2 separate regions of the Zea mays genome follow, and region 2 is linked to region 1. Evidence: chromatin contacts called from public Hi-C data. All regions are on one chromosome and are shown on one strand. Each heading gives the region's core, a stretch centred on a gene start, on an enhancer-like site or on the middle of the called end of the contact. The rest is flanking DNA. Distances are from core to core; before and after follow the strand shown.

What was found. A called contact is a pair of places that touch in the nucleus more often than the background predicts.
Region 2: a contact with region 1 is called in a Hi-C map of ear, with 2.7 times the contacts expected there. The contact joins the promoter of LOC100273535 here to the promoter of LOC100273686 in region 1. A contact is called at or near these places in 3 of 25 Hi-C or Micro-C datasets (ear, endosperm and leaf).

Annotation. Positions count from the first base shown.
Region 1 is chr8:155,583,784-155,591,163 of Zm-B73-REFERENCE-NAM-5.0, forward strand. LOC100273686 (DUF1639 family protein) reads left to right here and starts at 3,605. Exons shown (of 1, transcript NM_001148098.1): 1 at 3,605-4,946. The coding sequence starts at 3,786. The coding sequence ends at 4,541. LOC100382242 reads left to right here. Exons shown (of 8, transcript NM_001366780.1): 8 at 1-161.
Region 2 is chr8:155,845,378-155,852,757 of Zm-B73-REFERENCE-NAM-5.0, forward strand. It overlaps LOC100273535 (Putative WAK receptor-like protein kinase family protein), which reads right to left and starts at 3,421. Exons shown (of 5, transcript NM_001147953.1): 1 at 2,457-3,421. The coding sequence starts at 3,387. LOC100384648 reads right to left here. Exons shown (of 1, transcript NM_001177137.1): 1 at 7,312-7,380.

The sequences.
Region 1 (7,380 bases), core at 2,355-4,854:
TCCATTGTTTTGGATTTATAGTTCCTTATTAGAGTACCATGGGTCTCTAGTGCTTTAAATTTTGCCATGGTGTGCAGAGATAAGTATCTCTCGAATTAATTAGTTGTGCTTGCTATCTTGACACTGTTGGTTTTATGTTAATTGCGGACACCGCATTCAATAGCTTGGATCCTGTCAACAAGTATCAGCATTACCAGGTCCGATTATCAAACAAAACAAAATGACCTCTAGCCGAGTTAAGGGGTGTTTAAATGCACTAGAACTAATAGTTAGTTGGCTAAAAATTCTTAGTAAATTAGTTAGTTAACAAATAGCTATCTAACTATTAACTAATTTACCAAAAATCGCTAATAATTGAACTATTAGCTAGGGTGTTTGGATGTCTCAAATAATTTTAGCCACTAACTATTATCTATAGTACATTCAAACATCCTCTTAGTTAGGTGGTTATAGCTTCACAGACCTAAGATTGATCAGTCATTCTCACATGGTACATTGTCATCGTGTATAAGTAGAGCAGAAGTTCAGTGTTTGTATGGACCTATGTGAGAAAATCTATTTTTATTTATCGTAGGTTGAATTTTTTTCTCAACCATACTCCAATCCTTAAGCCAAGATTTAGGGGGTGTTTAAATGCACTAGAGTTAATAGTTAGTGGTTAAAATTAGCTAGAGACATTTAAATACCCTATCTAATATTTCATCTATTAGCTATTTGAGGCTTGACCGAACCACAGGAAAAAATCGAAGTGTCTTGTATGCTTATTCTCTTTGCGAATTCTTCCTTTCTACCCTCTAGTTCTTCACATGTGATATTGCTCAAGTTAATTCCGCAATCTTGTGAGAGCAATCAAGTGAATGAACCTCTCCTCCTTATCACTTAGACTTGATTCAGTTTTGCACTAATACTTCATTTGGATCGAGTTTTTTTGTTTACGTTGTGTTTTTAGTGTCACCTATTCACCCCCCTCTAGATGACTATCAGAGGCGACAATCTCTAGTGGAGCGTGGATTTAGAAGTGTAAAACTCTATTTATACTATAGACTGCACTGTTTACCAATTGGAGTTTAAAAATAGGGAGTGTGATAGAGAGTGAGATAGAGAGACTTCTAGAGATATAGAACTTGGGCTAAGACTGTTCGCAGCGCCCCCCCCTCCCATGTGTCTATAGCAAAAGTAGAGGCTACAATATGCCCCTCTAGTCCACAGTGGTTCCCCCTACCGAGTCCCCTAAATGAGGGGGCTGTCTCTCTCCCCTTGATCTAGCGTCACCCCTAAACGTTGTGCGGTCTCGATTCTCATGTGCACGAGTTATTATTTGTTGAAGAAAGCAAAATGATAATTGACTATGGGTAGGTATGGAAAATGATATTTTATGGTTGTGGTGGGGTATATGAGAAAAATTTAGAGGAATCCGCTGCGAGATAGCGAAAAAGTATGAGGTATATTCTTGATGATGTGGAGTAAAAGTGAAAAATAACGAGAGAAAAATTCTAGGTGTTGTTTGTTTCATAAAATATAACGTAAATGACAAGGATAATGTTTGGTTTAGGGTTTATTGTTTAGGAGTACTAGCGGTAATAAGTTTAAATATATATGTATTAATTTATAGCATAGTATTTGAGTATGGTTAGATATACATGGTTCGACATTATCAATTACCTACGTTAGAAATAATAAAAGAACAGGAGTATGTCGATGTCGACGTAGGCTGTAAGCCAGCGGGCAGTGGCCACAAACAGGCCCTCCCATCCCATCCTCGCCTCGGCCCGGCCGTCCCTTGGTGGGCCCCGTTAGAACCGACAGTGTGTCTTGCCGTGGCCCGCCTCGCACCCGTTCCCACACTCTCCCTCCCGAGTCCCTCCACACTTTGCCGAGGCCAAAAAGCCCAGAAGCTCAAGGAAAGAAACCCTCCCCGACGTTGCGTCCCGCTGGATCTGCGCGAAACGGCGAAACCGACGTGCTACCGCAGCTCGCGCTAGACTGTTGAACCATGCGACGCTGCCTTCTGTTCTGTGAGGCCCTGAGCTCTCCCTACTGGATCTTGTGCGCGCCCGATCGATGCTCCCCCGGTCACGTGTCGACGCAGCCCCGACGCTGACGCACGCGCAACATGGCCGGGAACTGGTTACGCACAGACGCGACGACATCGGTCGGATTCTTTGCGAGAATGGGGGGGCCGGTAGAGAGCTCCGTGTTGTGTGCGCGGCTGAAGAGGGCCGGGATGATGGATGGATGGCGACTTGGCGAGCCGCCGAGCCGAGCCGCGCGCGAGAGCTACAGCTAGAGACTAGAGTTGCTTGCCGATGGCAGCTTGATGACGAGGGCTATATTGTAGCATGCATGATGCCTAGCTGCAATGATTCTCTCAACCTATCCGTTACAAAATGTTCTACGGCCGGGAGCCGGGATCGGAGCCCGAAGCCAGACTGACACATGCGCCTTCCTGCCGTGCCGTGCCGTGGTCCTCTCACCGGCGGCCTCTTGCGGCATGCATATGCATCCAGTTCCATGCTCACGGAACAAGCAAGTTTTCCATGGACGGTTTTGCATGCATCTTCGCGCGTGCAGGCAGGAAAGTTTTCCGGGGACGGTTTGGATCCGTTTTTTTTTTGTTCCGGTGTCCGTTGCAATCACTTGGCAAAGGCATGCATCGATGTCATCTTAAACTAGACAAAATTCCAAGGGCGTGGATTAGGCAGCAGCAGGCACGCTCGATCATGCACCGTGTACATGCTTCCTGCGGCGGCGTACGTACGTTATGTATCTTTCCCACTCGTTCACTGTTGATCGCGCGCGCAGAGGGCAAGGGGCAAGCAGACTTGTGCCCCACGCACAGTATCGATCGTACCGCTAGGTTTGTTGAGACTTTACACTAACGTGACAGCGCCCCTTCCGCATGCATGCACTGCTTTGTGTTGTTTACCCCTTGCTACTAGATCGCGGCCGTAGCTCTGGTAGTATAATCGCCACACACATGCGGCAGTGGACGCCCAAACAAACATTCGTGTCAGCTGTCAGCTCTAGCTGCTGAGTCGCGGAGAGCTGCAGCTGCACGCGACGAGGTGGCTATGCTACGTGTTTCGCGCACCGCACAAAGCTTGCAGTTGCCTGGTGTGGTCCGTGTAGGCCAGCCACAGGCAAGGCAACTCCTCTCGGCCCTCGCGTCGCCTGTCGCGCCGTGCGTGCGGGCCCCGTCAGAGCCGCACGGCGCGCAGCAGCAGCGCACCCGTCACACCGCTCCGCGGGAACGGAAGGACCCGGTCCCCGTGCGCCAAGGCTGACATCCCGGGCCCGCCGCCACCTGAGAAATTCCAAACGAACCCACCACCGGCCGGCTCCGGCACGCGGACTCCGCGCCTCGTGCGCACGCGCTCGCTGCAAGCGGGCCCCGCGGGATCGCGTCCTACTCCTACCGGGGCAGCTCATGCCCTTTTTACACAAACCACAGAGCCCAAGCCTCCGGCGCTCGTGTCCTGCTCCTGCCCCGCAGAATTCTCCAAACTGCCCCCCCTCCGGCCTCCCACCCATTGTCACGGCCTCGCGTCCGTGGCGACTGGCGATGCCTGGCCTCCCCCTCCCCCGTAACAACAAAACACTGCGACGCAAACGACCACGCCGTCCGTCTCTTTCTACCCTCGGCCCCTCCTTGCTTTCCTCCACCGCCGCCTCGACGTCCCCCGGCGAGCCGACCGCCGCAGCCACCCCTGCGCCAGCCCGCTGCATCTGCTTCTCCCGTTCCGTCGCGTCGCCTCCCCTCAGTGCGCGGACGCCGCGAGGAGACCATGGCGGCGACCGCGGATCCGAGGGCGAAGCCGCCGCCCGCGGCGTCGCACCACCTCAAGCCGTGGGCGCCACAGCCGCGCCCTCGCGCACGCCGCGTGCCTCCCCTCCCAGGCCCGGTAGTGACCGGGGGAGGCGGCGCGCGCGATCGGCGCCGCTCCTCCTCCTCATCCTCCTCCTCGTCGTCGCACCGACGTCTCAGCGCCGACGCGGGCACCGTGCAGATGGAGCTGCCTTGCGACGGTCAGATAAAAGATCCCCGTGCCAAGCTCATGGGCCACCTCCGCCCTCTGCCGCCCCCGCCCCCGCCCCCGCCGCCGCCTAAGCCGCAACCCCGGCCGCCGGGACCCGAGCCGGCAGCGCCGCTTCCGCAGCCGACGCCGTCTCAGCCGGAGGAGGCTGCGGCGGCCAGGCCCTGGAACCTGCGTGACCGGAAGTGCCGCCGACCAACGGCACGCGGGGCGGCAGCGGCTGCGGCAGCGGCACTCGACGCGTCGCACGCGCGGGACGCCGCCGGGGCGGGGGCGGAGAAGGCGCGGCTGCCCGTGCCCCTGGAGCGCGCGCCGTTCGCCGTGGCGCTGACGGCGGAGGAGGTGGAGGACGACGTGTACGCTCTGACCGGCGCCCGGCCGCGGCGGCGTCCCCGGAAGCGTCCTCGCGTCGTGCAGCGGCAGCTCGATGTAAGGCCAATTCCCCATACTGCCCCTCGTGCTCCACCTATAACCACTTCATGTTGCACGAGAAAGAAAAAAACGTAGCATTATTCTATCTCGTCATCGAATATATATAATCAGTTCTTGTTCGGAAGAACACAACGCTCCGATAGATCCAGCTAATCTCGTTCTGGCTATTGTGTCCCGTGGTGCAGGCGCTGTTCCCTGGGCTGTGGCTGACCGAGATCACCGCCGACGCCTACAAGGTGCCGGACGAGTAGCAAGCCGCCGAAGCCCCGCCGCTGTCTGCTCCAGCGTCCGGCCGGCCAGCTAGTCGTTCGCCGTTCTACCATTGATGGGTCGCCAGAAACATTAAGCATAATCTTGTCGTCTGTAAGTAGGCTTAGTCGTCTCGATTTGATGGTAGGTGCTTGTGCCCGCTCGCCATGTCCCATCGCTTGTAACACTTTTCGCTCCCCCTTAAAGATCTTAAGCTTTGTCGTCCTCGTCCATCGATCGATCTCTCGCTCTCTGCCACTGCCAGTGCGGTTGCATGCTGGTAACCCACTCCGAGATCCTTATGACCAGCTGCCTCTGCAGCTCTCAAGTTGCACGGTTTCATGATCGGCGCAGGGCAGCACGAATTGGGTAACAGCTTTTCGCTGGGCCTTGCTGGCGCTCGCGTTCTTTCCCTGTGCCGGAACGGAAGCCTGGAACGAACATGTGCAGCGGCGTTTCGGGTCGCGGGAGTGCCCGAAATCCTGTGGTTTATCCAGAGTAGCTAACAGCGAGCAAATAGATAGGAGATTTAATGTATTCTAATAATTTAAGTATATTAATTGTGAAACTAAATATTAGTGGTTACTATTTTTATTATTTTTTGAGCTCCACATCATCGCTATTTGAGACAACCACTGGGACCCCTGATACTCCAAGATCAAGTACTAGTACCAGGTACCGGCTGGGACTCAAAATTCATGCAACGCGGCATACGTTGATGGCGCATGAACAGCTACGGCATGGTACCTCGCACGTACAGCCGCCGTGGAAGCACGAGCCACGCATGATTGGTCAGCGTCACGTGACGTTCCTCGGCTGCGGTCGAAAAATCGATGCGAGCGAGATGTGCCGAACTGCCAACCCGGGGCAGGCGGTACTGGAGTCGGGGTTTGGTTCTACCGTTCCGTTCCGTGCGCTCGCCGCCGGATCTTCTGTAACGAGAGCCTTTATATACGCGATTACTAAAAGGCTACCCGCCTGTACAGTTACGGCGCGCGTAAACCGACGGCACGGCGTTGTCGGGGCGGGGCCGGAAGCCCGGTCCAGCGCGTCGGCCGTGCTAGCCTGCTAGGGGTGTGTGCCTAACTGCTACAGCGATAGGCAAGCCACCGGACCGCCGCTAACACTCGTGGGGTGGGGTATCTCGGACAGTCTCCTGTGCGTTTTGCGGTAGCTGGGCCAGGTGGTGGAGCAGACGAGCACCTCTCAATATTTTCTTTATAGTCTTTCTAACAATGTCAACTAAATTTTATTCCCTAAAAAATATTCTCAGTCTTTTACAACACTCTTAAAAAAATCATATCTTTTATATCTTCTTCATCTATGTTATTTAAATTTCATACTCTATATCAACAGTGTTACTAGATCTGACATTATATATTATTTTATACGAGTCGTGGACACATGAACACACATACACAGAAATAAGCACAGTGCATAGAGGACCACCGTACACCCTCTATACATAGCGGCATAGCGCACGAATATCATCCTCTAAATTTTAGAAGACCTTTTAGAGTTTCTGTTGAGCTCTAAAAAGAGCAGTGCGGACGGTCCGGCCCCGAGGCCGGACGGTCCGCGGTCCGGACTGTCCGCGGTGGTGGCGCGGACGGTCCGCGCGCGCGCAGAGTCAGTTAGGGTTCCTAGTTTCTCGCGGGATTTGTTACCTAAAATCGCGGGATTAACTCGGGAAACAGTTGAAAACGGATCCAGACCTCCCCCTTTATATAGATGAAGGACTACGGCCGATTGAACTCCCAACAATCGAACCAATACAACTTCTATCTCGCATTTATTTTCAGCACAATTAGGAGTAGTTCTAGTCTAGTTCTAGTTTAGCCCTAGTTTAGTATTCCAATCCCCAAATTCTCTGCCTCTCCTCGACTCTACGTCGATTAGAGGAGTCTAGGTCGGCCGGCCCGAGCCTAGACAACTCCTAGGATCTCTCCTCCCCGACGGGGTCCCTCCCGGGAGCGAGATCCAGGCGCCGCCGGCGATCTTCCGCCGCCCCTGCGCACGCGCGGACCGTCCGGCCGTCAGGCAGGGAACCCGAGCTCCTGCACCAGGTCGTGGACCGTCCGGCCCTGTGCCGCGGACCGTCCGCGTCTGACCAGAAAGCACCGCCGCCTCGCGCCAGGTCGCGGACCGTCCGGCCCCAGGCCGCGGACCGTCCGCGCCTGACCAGAGAGCACTGCCGCTGGTTCTTTTAAGTGATTGGCGCCTCCAAAAAGGTGTCAACATACTTTTTGGCGACTCCGCTGGGGATTAGGTGTCTAGACCTACTAAAAATCGGCCCATAGATGGCCGGTTCTAAGGATCACACCAAGATCTCCACCACCAACATCATCAAGCCGGCCATGGAGACGCTCCCGGCTGATGACCAAAGGCCCTTTGAAGACCTCGTAATGCGCGATGAGAAGGAGGTGATGCGATAATGGAACGAACAACGCGACAAGGAAGAGGCAGAACTGCTGCATACACTCTCCGAACGGCGCAAGGAGGCGGCGGACAAGTACTTGTCACACTTCACGGTAGATCGCCACCAGAAGATCGTCCGTCAAGGGGAGATCGATATGGAATCTCTCCTACCTCCACTTCAGGGTCCCGCTGTAAGTACTCCAGATCTGTCTCTTACGACTTTCATGGATCAACGAGGAGATCAGTT
Region 2 (7,380 bases), core at 2,171-4,670, 260 kb after region 1:
GGGACGGAGTCCCTGAGCACCGGCGCCTCGAAGACCTGCCGGCACGCGCTCGACCAGTCGCCGGGAGGCACCTCGCTGCGCGGGAGCACGAACGTCATGGAGGCGGCCGCGGCCGTGCCGGCGCCGCCCAGGTCTCCGTCTCCGCAGGTGACGGGCTTGATGGACCGCGGCTTCGGCGGCCTGGGGACGGCGGCCTCCGGGCCCGGGCCCGGGCCGAAGGAGCAGCCGACGAAGAAGAGGAGGTAGTCGACGACGCTGTGGAGGAGGGACAGCCGGGCCGGGGCGTCCTGCGGGATGGTCACGTTGTGGTCCACCACGGGGCATCTGCCGTCGTCGCCCGCGGCAGCGTCCGCGTAGGCGAGCGAGACGACCTGGTTGGCGTAGTCGATGCGCAAGACCGCGTAGCTGACGTCTCCGAGCCTCAGCACGGGCTCGCCGCCGCAGCTGACGGCGAGGCCCGGGTAGCCGCAGTAGGACTCGCCGGCCAGGGCCGGGACGGCCTCGGTGTCGCTGGCTAGGTAGAACGGGTAGCTGATGTTCACGCCGCCGCAGAGGTACGGCCGCGACCGGCACGCGGAGACGGCGTACGACGCGTCGTCGTCGTCGTCGCCGTGCGACGCGGCGGCCGCGGCGAGTACGAGGAGTGGGAGGAGGAGGAGGAGGCCGCGGTCGAGGTGGCTTAGGGAAGGCATGGCTGCTGGCAACTCTGTTCAATCTCAGGGGTTTCTGGCGCGCGGCTTTGGTGAGCGGATGGCGGGCCGGCTCCGGTGGTTTTTTGCAAGCGATTATGTTTTAAGCCTCGCTTTGGCAGTGGCAAATGCAGCTAGCCGTGCAGTACCGGCGAAGGTTAGGTGACTGACACTGATGACGCGCAAGGACACAGGGGTACACGATGCCTGCCTGCGGACTGCGGTAGGGGACTCCCGATTCGCGACGTTGGCAGCCTACCGCGCCACACTGCCAGACCCGCCATCTGTTCCTCTGTGTCGCTCCCCTGTCGGCCTGTCCCGTGGCGACTACAGGGTTAGAGCTTGGCTAGTCACTTGGTAAAAGATATTCGCTTCGGATTAAAGTTTGTTGGCTCCGGATTTTACGGTATTCAGTCTCTAAAGATTACCGCAGCAGTCTTTTGCAGGTTTTGTCCACGTACGTGATGCGGCTGCAATCGCAGGCCCTGGTCAAGTTCTGTCTCCTTCCCGCCGACGGCAGGCGTGGAGAAATGAGCACACGCGGTCCTAGTTGTGGACATCCCGGCGAACTAGACATCGCGTCCAGATTAAGGGGAGAATCGGTCAGAGTGGCTATTGCTTTCATTACATCCCACATACAGCTGCAGGCTTACTGTGACCAGAAAGTTCGTGATGCCACTCTGAACTTGATGCTAACTCATGTAAAAAGAATTCTGTGATTTTGTGATGAATCAAACACCTAGCAAACATTACAGAGCGGTAAGCGCGAGGGAGCGGCGGTTGGAACGAAACTGATATGGAAGGCCCAACAGGAAAGAAGATGAAGAAGGCCTAAGATATAGCAAGCTGGTGGTCCTGCTAAGTGTATGGCTAAATTTGACTTCAAGGTAAAATTTGAAACAAAAAGCAAGTTTTTCTCTCTCTCAAGGTGCTAGTACCTACAGGTGATAAAAGCCGCAAGCTAATGGTTCTTCTTAGCAAACTAAAACCTAGACCCTTCATCCAATAACCATTAAAAAGAGCCCTCAAAATATATTTTTTTCTCTATTTAATGTTGGATGTAAATTTAGTTTTCTACATGACACCCACGTTAGTTCTGACTTCTAACGGTGTTAACTTTCTTGTAAAAAACAAATTTACCTTATTGAATAATTATTGATGTATGAATTGTTTCTTCACATCAAAGCTAACACGGTCAGAGGGTAGAACTAACAGCAGCGTCATATAGAGAACCAAATTTATATCTAGTGGTAAATAGTAAAAAATTATATTTTAAGGACCAAGAAATGAACCCATATCTTTATTTATGTCAAATAAAGAACTCCCCTCTAACCCCTTTTACTATGTAGAAGAAAATTCGTACTTTTTATAATATTCTATAAGTGGTCAGCAGTTCATAACCATAGATAGGAGTACCAATGGAAAAGGGGGCTGAAAATCAAAGCGGGTAGGGAGGACACTGTCACTACCAACTCCAACCCTGGAAACACGTCTTCGGGTGGGCTAGAACATGGCGTATACGGAACAAAGGAACGAAAACGACCAAAAAAGAAGTTCATCCGTCTCTGGCCAACACTACCAAACTTGTCCGTTTGGAGAGGCGAACCAGGCCTTGCCCGCCTGTGGGCTGCGCTTGCCGTTTAGCATCATGGTCCGTTTGGAGAGGGCGAACCAGACACTGCGGGGGCTAGCTGAAGCTACTGGCGCAACGCAACTGGTGCGTGCTCTGTTGACTGCGAAAATACGAAGGGTCGGTTCAGGACTTACTCGATGGTTTGCAGAACGGGTTGCCCACCTTCCCTCCGCTGCACAAGCAGCCCAGGAATTCTCTCTTCTGGCTGTAGGCGCACCATCCGCCCGAGCCCGAGCCCGAGCCCGAGCCCGATCCCTCGCACTGGCCACACTGATCCTCCGATGTCCGATTCCATTCCAACTCGAACCCCTGCCTAAGCAGGTCGCCGTACCCGTACCCTGTGAGGCTGAAGGTGTCGGTCGCCCGCAGAGCATCGCTTCCCACTGGCACGGAGAAAACCTCGTCGCAGTGTGAAGCCAACTCCTGCTCCTCTTGTTCGTCAAGATCTTCAGGCTTGAACACGAAGGAGCCTCCACTGACAGTTGGAGTACTGAACCCGGCGCAGCTGATGTTGTTGCCGGCAAATTCAGGCAGTGTATCGCGTGGCCCCCAGTGGCATCCGAAGAAGAAGGTGAGGTTGTCGAAGGCGCTGGCGTTGTGCAGCCACGTCTCGTCGAAGCTGACGTTGTGGCGGACGACGGGGCAGCCGCCGCCTCCGAGCACATCTCTGTCCGCCAGTGAGATGGTATGATAGTCATAGTAGATGTTCTTGACGGTGTAGTTGTCGCCGCCGAGACGGATGGTAGGGGTCCAGGTCGTCGACGGCCCCTCGACCTCGAGTTCGCAGGAAACGCTCAAGTCGGTGTAGCCGCAGGAGTAGTAGTTCCCGCTGTAGTCGGCGGTTGCGTTGGCAAGATAGAACGGGTAGCGGATCTCGACGCCGCCACACCGGAACGATTCCGAGCACATGGATGGGTTGTAAGTGCTCGGAAGAGGAGGCTCGCCATGGGCGGAGGTGTTGTAAGGGCTCGGAAGAGGAGGCTCGGCATGGGCGGAGGTGGAGACGACATGGGCAGCCAGGAGGACGAGGAGGAGGACGGGGAGGCGTGGTAGGTGAGCAGCCATGGCGGGGAGAAGACGAGGTTGGCTGGGTTCACCCTTCATCTAGCTGCTTTGTTAGCTAGCTCCAACTGGGCACGCGTTTGCTTCCTGCTTTGTGACCTGCGGCCGCCGCCACTGGTAGGTCCCGTAGACTTTGACCCGGTTTCGGCGAAGGATGGTTGCTGTTGCTGGTGGGGCAGGAGATGACACGGATTGAGACTTGAGGCGCTTGGAGCGTGGACTTGGCGGTCTTCCCGGTCCGTGTCAAGCAAGCCGTTTGATCAATGATCGTTGCCTGCCTGCCTGCTAGTTAGTGCTACGTCATCCCTAGACTTCTTGGTCCTACGATGTACCACTGTCTGGTGCGTGCTGCTCCTTCCATCCCAGAATAATGACCATTCTCGTTTTTTCTAAGAAATCAAATATTTTTAATTTTAATTATATATATATATATATATATATATTAGTATTTAAATTTAATTATAAATATTTTTATTTATAATATATATATATATATATATATTTAATAGATTGTTGTATCTGTTTTTATAGTATTTGTTATATAAAGATATAAATATTGCCAATATATTTTAATTATCTAACTAAAATTCTTAATTAAATTTGAGAAATATTGGTCGGTATAAATGCTATAACGACACTTGTTTTTTATTTGTATGGAGGAAGTATTCTAAACGCATACCAATGAAAGAGACACTACCTCTTGGCTATGCATCACGTGATCACATAGTCCCATTTGTTTTTATTTATAATCCGACTATCTTTTTTCAAAATTGAGAATCCCGCTAGAGGTAACTATTCTTCAGACCGGTTTTAGGGACATTCTAAAGTTGCAGCAATTATCCTGTCCCTACCCCTAAATCTACTGTGTTCTTTTTTTCTCTCTTAACTTTTTAAATATAAATTACGAATTAATATGTACTTATCATTTTAGAATACGACAAATATATATGTAGAAAAAATCTAATCTAAAACACAATAGAAATACGGTGAACTATGTATATGTGGTGGATTAAGAGGGAACCACCATGGGAGCTAAGATTTAGAGGGATGAAATTTCTTAGAGGGTGACAAAAAAGTGAGAGTTAAGAAGATAACACAGAGGGAACCGCTTCGCACAATCTCGTAATCCTTTCGATCGCCGCTTTAGACCGTGTCCAATAGTCTACCTATATAGTCACTCATAACATTGTTTTACACGTTAGACTGCACTGTTCACATAGTAGAGTTTGAATATGGATATATGGATGGGTAAACCACTGAAGATAGTCTTAGAACTTTAAGCTAGCGCAATCGAGAATCGAAAAAAAAACATCCCTACAATACTGTGATTATAATCAAATCGGTTATAAGTGGAAATAAACTAGGTGGTAGTTGCTTCCACCCGAAAAAGAAATCATAGTATATGGTGGTTAACACTGGCTCTATATATCCGTGTTCTCAGTTGTGGGTACCATCCAACTTAGGCCCTGTTTGTTTGAGATTACAATCTCTCCAGATTATATAATCCAGCGTAAATAATCCAATAGTTAAACAAACATATAGATTATGGATTCAGATTATATAATCTAAACCCCAGATTATGATAATCTCATAATCTCCTCAAGACTAACTTATTTGAGATTATTTTGGCAAAATACCCACTATCCATGGTTATGTAAATAGAAATTACAATATATGACATCCTTCTTTTCTCACCTCAAATAAACAATAAGGGCATTGTTGTCTTTGTGAATAATCTACATTTATATAATCTAAACTAACAAACAACTATATATAGATTATAATATATCTAAATTATAATCTGGATTATATAATTTAGATTATAATTCAGATTATATAAACTATAAGCTGAAACAAACATGCCCTTAATTTCGTGATATCAATTTGTAAGGAAAAAAACTGTTCCGCCTGAGTGATCACGAGTCAAGACTCCGATTTCATACTAAAAATTCAGGCGTGACCGCGTGAGTCCTGCCACGCTTGATACAGCAAGCTAGACCGAGTCCAAACGAGAAACCCGAAAAAGATCTAGAGCCCATTCGCTTCAGCCAGCTCGTCGGGTACGGAACAGGCTGTTAGGGGACTCGTAATGACAGCGCTTGTGCGGTACAGCGGTAGGTGTCCGCACACTCTTCTTCTATTGTTTGTCTACTCACTCCACTCCCGTCCTCGCTCCTTCCACGAAACTACGTTCACTAGCTCGGGATGAACAGAGTCGCCTCTCTCTCTGCTAGTCAGGTCTACTGATCGTCCACCACACGGATCAGTTTGTAATTACCGTGACTTCATTGCCACAGCTACACAATTGCACGAGTCAAAGTCTTTTGGCTGGCTCCTAGCACCCACACAAAACAACCTCGCCCGGAAGCATGGGCTTCAGTGCTTCAGATTACAAATTTGACTTGCTAGCTTGGGCACTAAACCAAACACACGGAGCGTAGGCAAGGCAACCCCACTAGAGATTTATATACATGTAACAATCTTAACCAGGTTTAGGTTTCAACTTTCAATCTAAGAGCGTCTCAAGTTTGGTATAGTTTTTTTACTTGCTAAATTGGTAGGTCTAGCAAGTTAACAAAAAATAGAAAGCCTAAATTGTATCCTTCTCTTACAGTGTCCTATATATAATCACTTTCCAAACGAATCTGCATTGGAAAATTATGAACCATTTCTGACTGACTGAACTTTTTTAATAGTTTATTTGTTTCTTACCGTTTTCTTATCTTAACTGAAAACTTTTGGTTTTATTAATTTACTCGTGCGTTCAATTTGCTTTGATTTTTAAAAGTTACAGGTTAGAGGCAATATTTGGCAGCTTTTAATTTTTAAGCACTTTTGTTAAACTATCATAGGACATTTTTCTCCATTTGCTAAAAAGCCAAAATAGGGAGATATTTTTACAAAACTCCAAAAGGTGGTCTAAGTCTACCCTAGTATGCGACAGGTCGACTCTGTTTGGTCTGAGCACCCTTTTGGCACGGCTCTTTGGGTGACTCTAACTCAGGCTCATGGTAGAGCTATACCAAATCGTTAAAATGGCTTCTCGTCGAGAGTCTTTCAAGAGCTGGAGTCGTTTTCTTGTTGGAATCTAGAACACCAAAAATATGGTTTGTAGTGATTCCTTTTATATTTTCCTCGTATATCATTCGTAAAAACATAGGAGATGTTGTTTGCCAAACGAATTGCAAAACGACTATGGCTCCTTCAGAGGAGCCAGAGTCGAAACTGTTTTTAGAGGACCCGGAGCCCTCTCAAAGGAGGTCCAAGGGCCCGTTTATTTATCCTTACTAAACTTTAGCACCGTATTTTTTTTGTTAAAGTTTAGCTACTAAAAAAACAAATAGGGTGACTAAAAGTATTGTGCTAAAGTTTAGCACTCATTAGCAATTTAGCTCCACCAAAAATTATAAACTATGCTAAAAGTTTTTTTCCCGTTCGTTTACGAATTGTCCGGGAACTGATTAGAAACGGTACGAAAACGACTTGGCTAGTTTTCCAATCGTTTTCAAATTTTCCATTTGCGAGTTGTGATGACATAACCATTTTATGTCATATGAGATACATCTAACATATAATTTATGTAAGTTACAGACTTATGTTCTGTTTAAGTGAATAAAAAACAAAAGTTTTAATTATTCTGAATAATATAAATGATCAAGAAGAGTTATTTCATATTTGTGTATTTTAACATCTTAAAATTAGACAACATGTCACCTTATTATGTAATTGTGGAAACTACAGAATATGTGACATTTCGGGTAGAGTTTATCGTTTTCGAACAACCGACAATCCCGATCCCATATTTCGATCGTTGGGTTTTTGTTTTTGTTTTCGCTCCGCCAAAAAAATATGAAAACAAAACCAAAACTAGATGTTTTTTCGACCGTTTTCATACCTACATATCAAATAAATGCAACATCTCGATATGAATATTCATGAGCATTTAACATTGATGACGACCAAGATAGATAATTAAATAACCCATGTCTATAATAA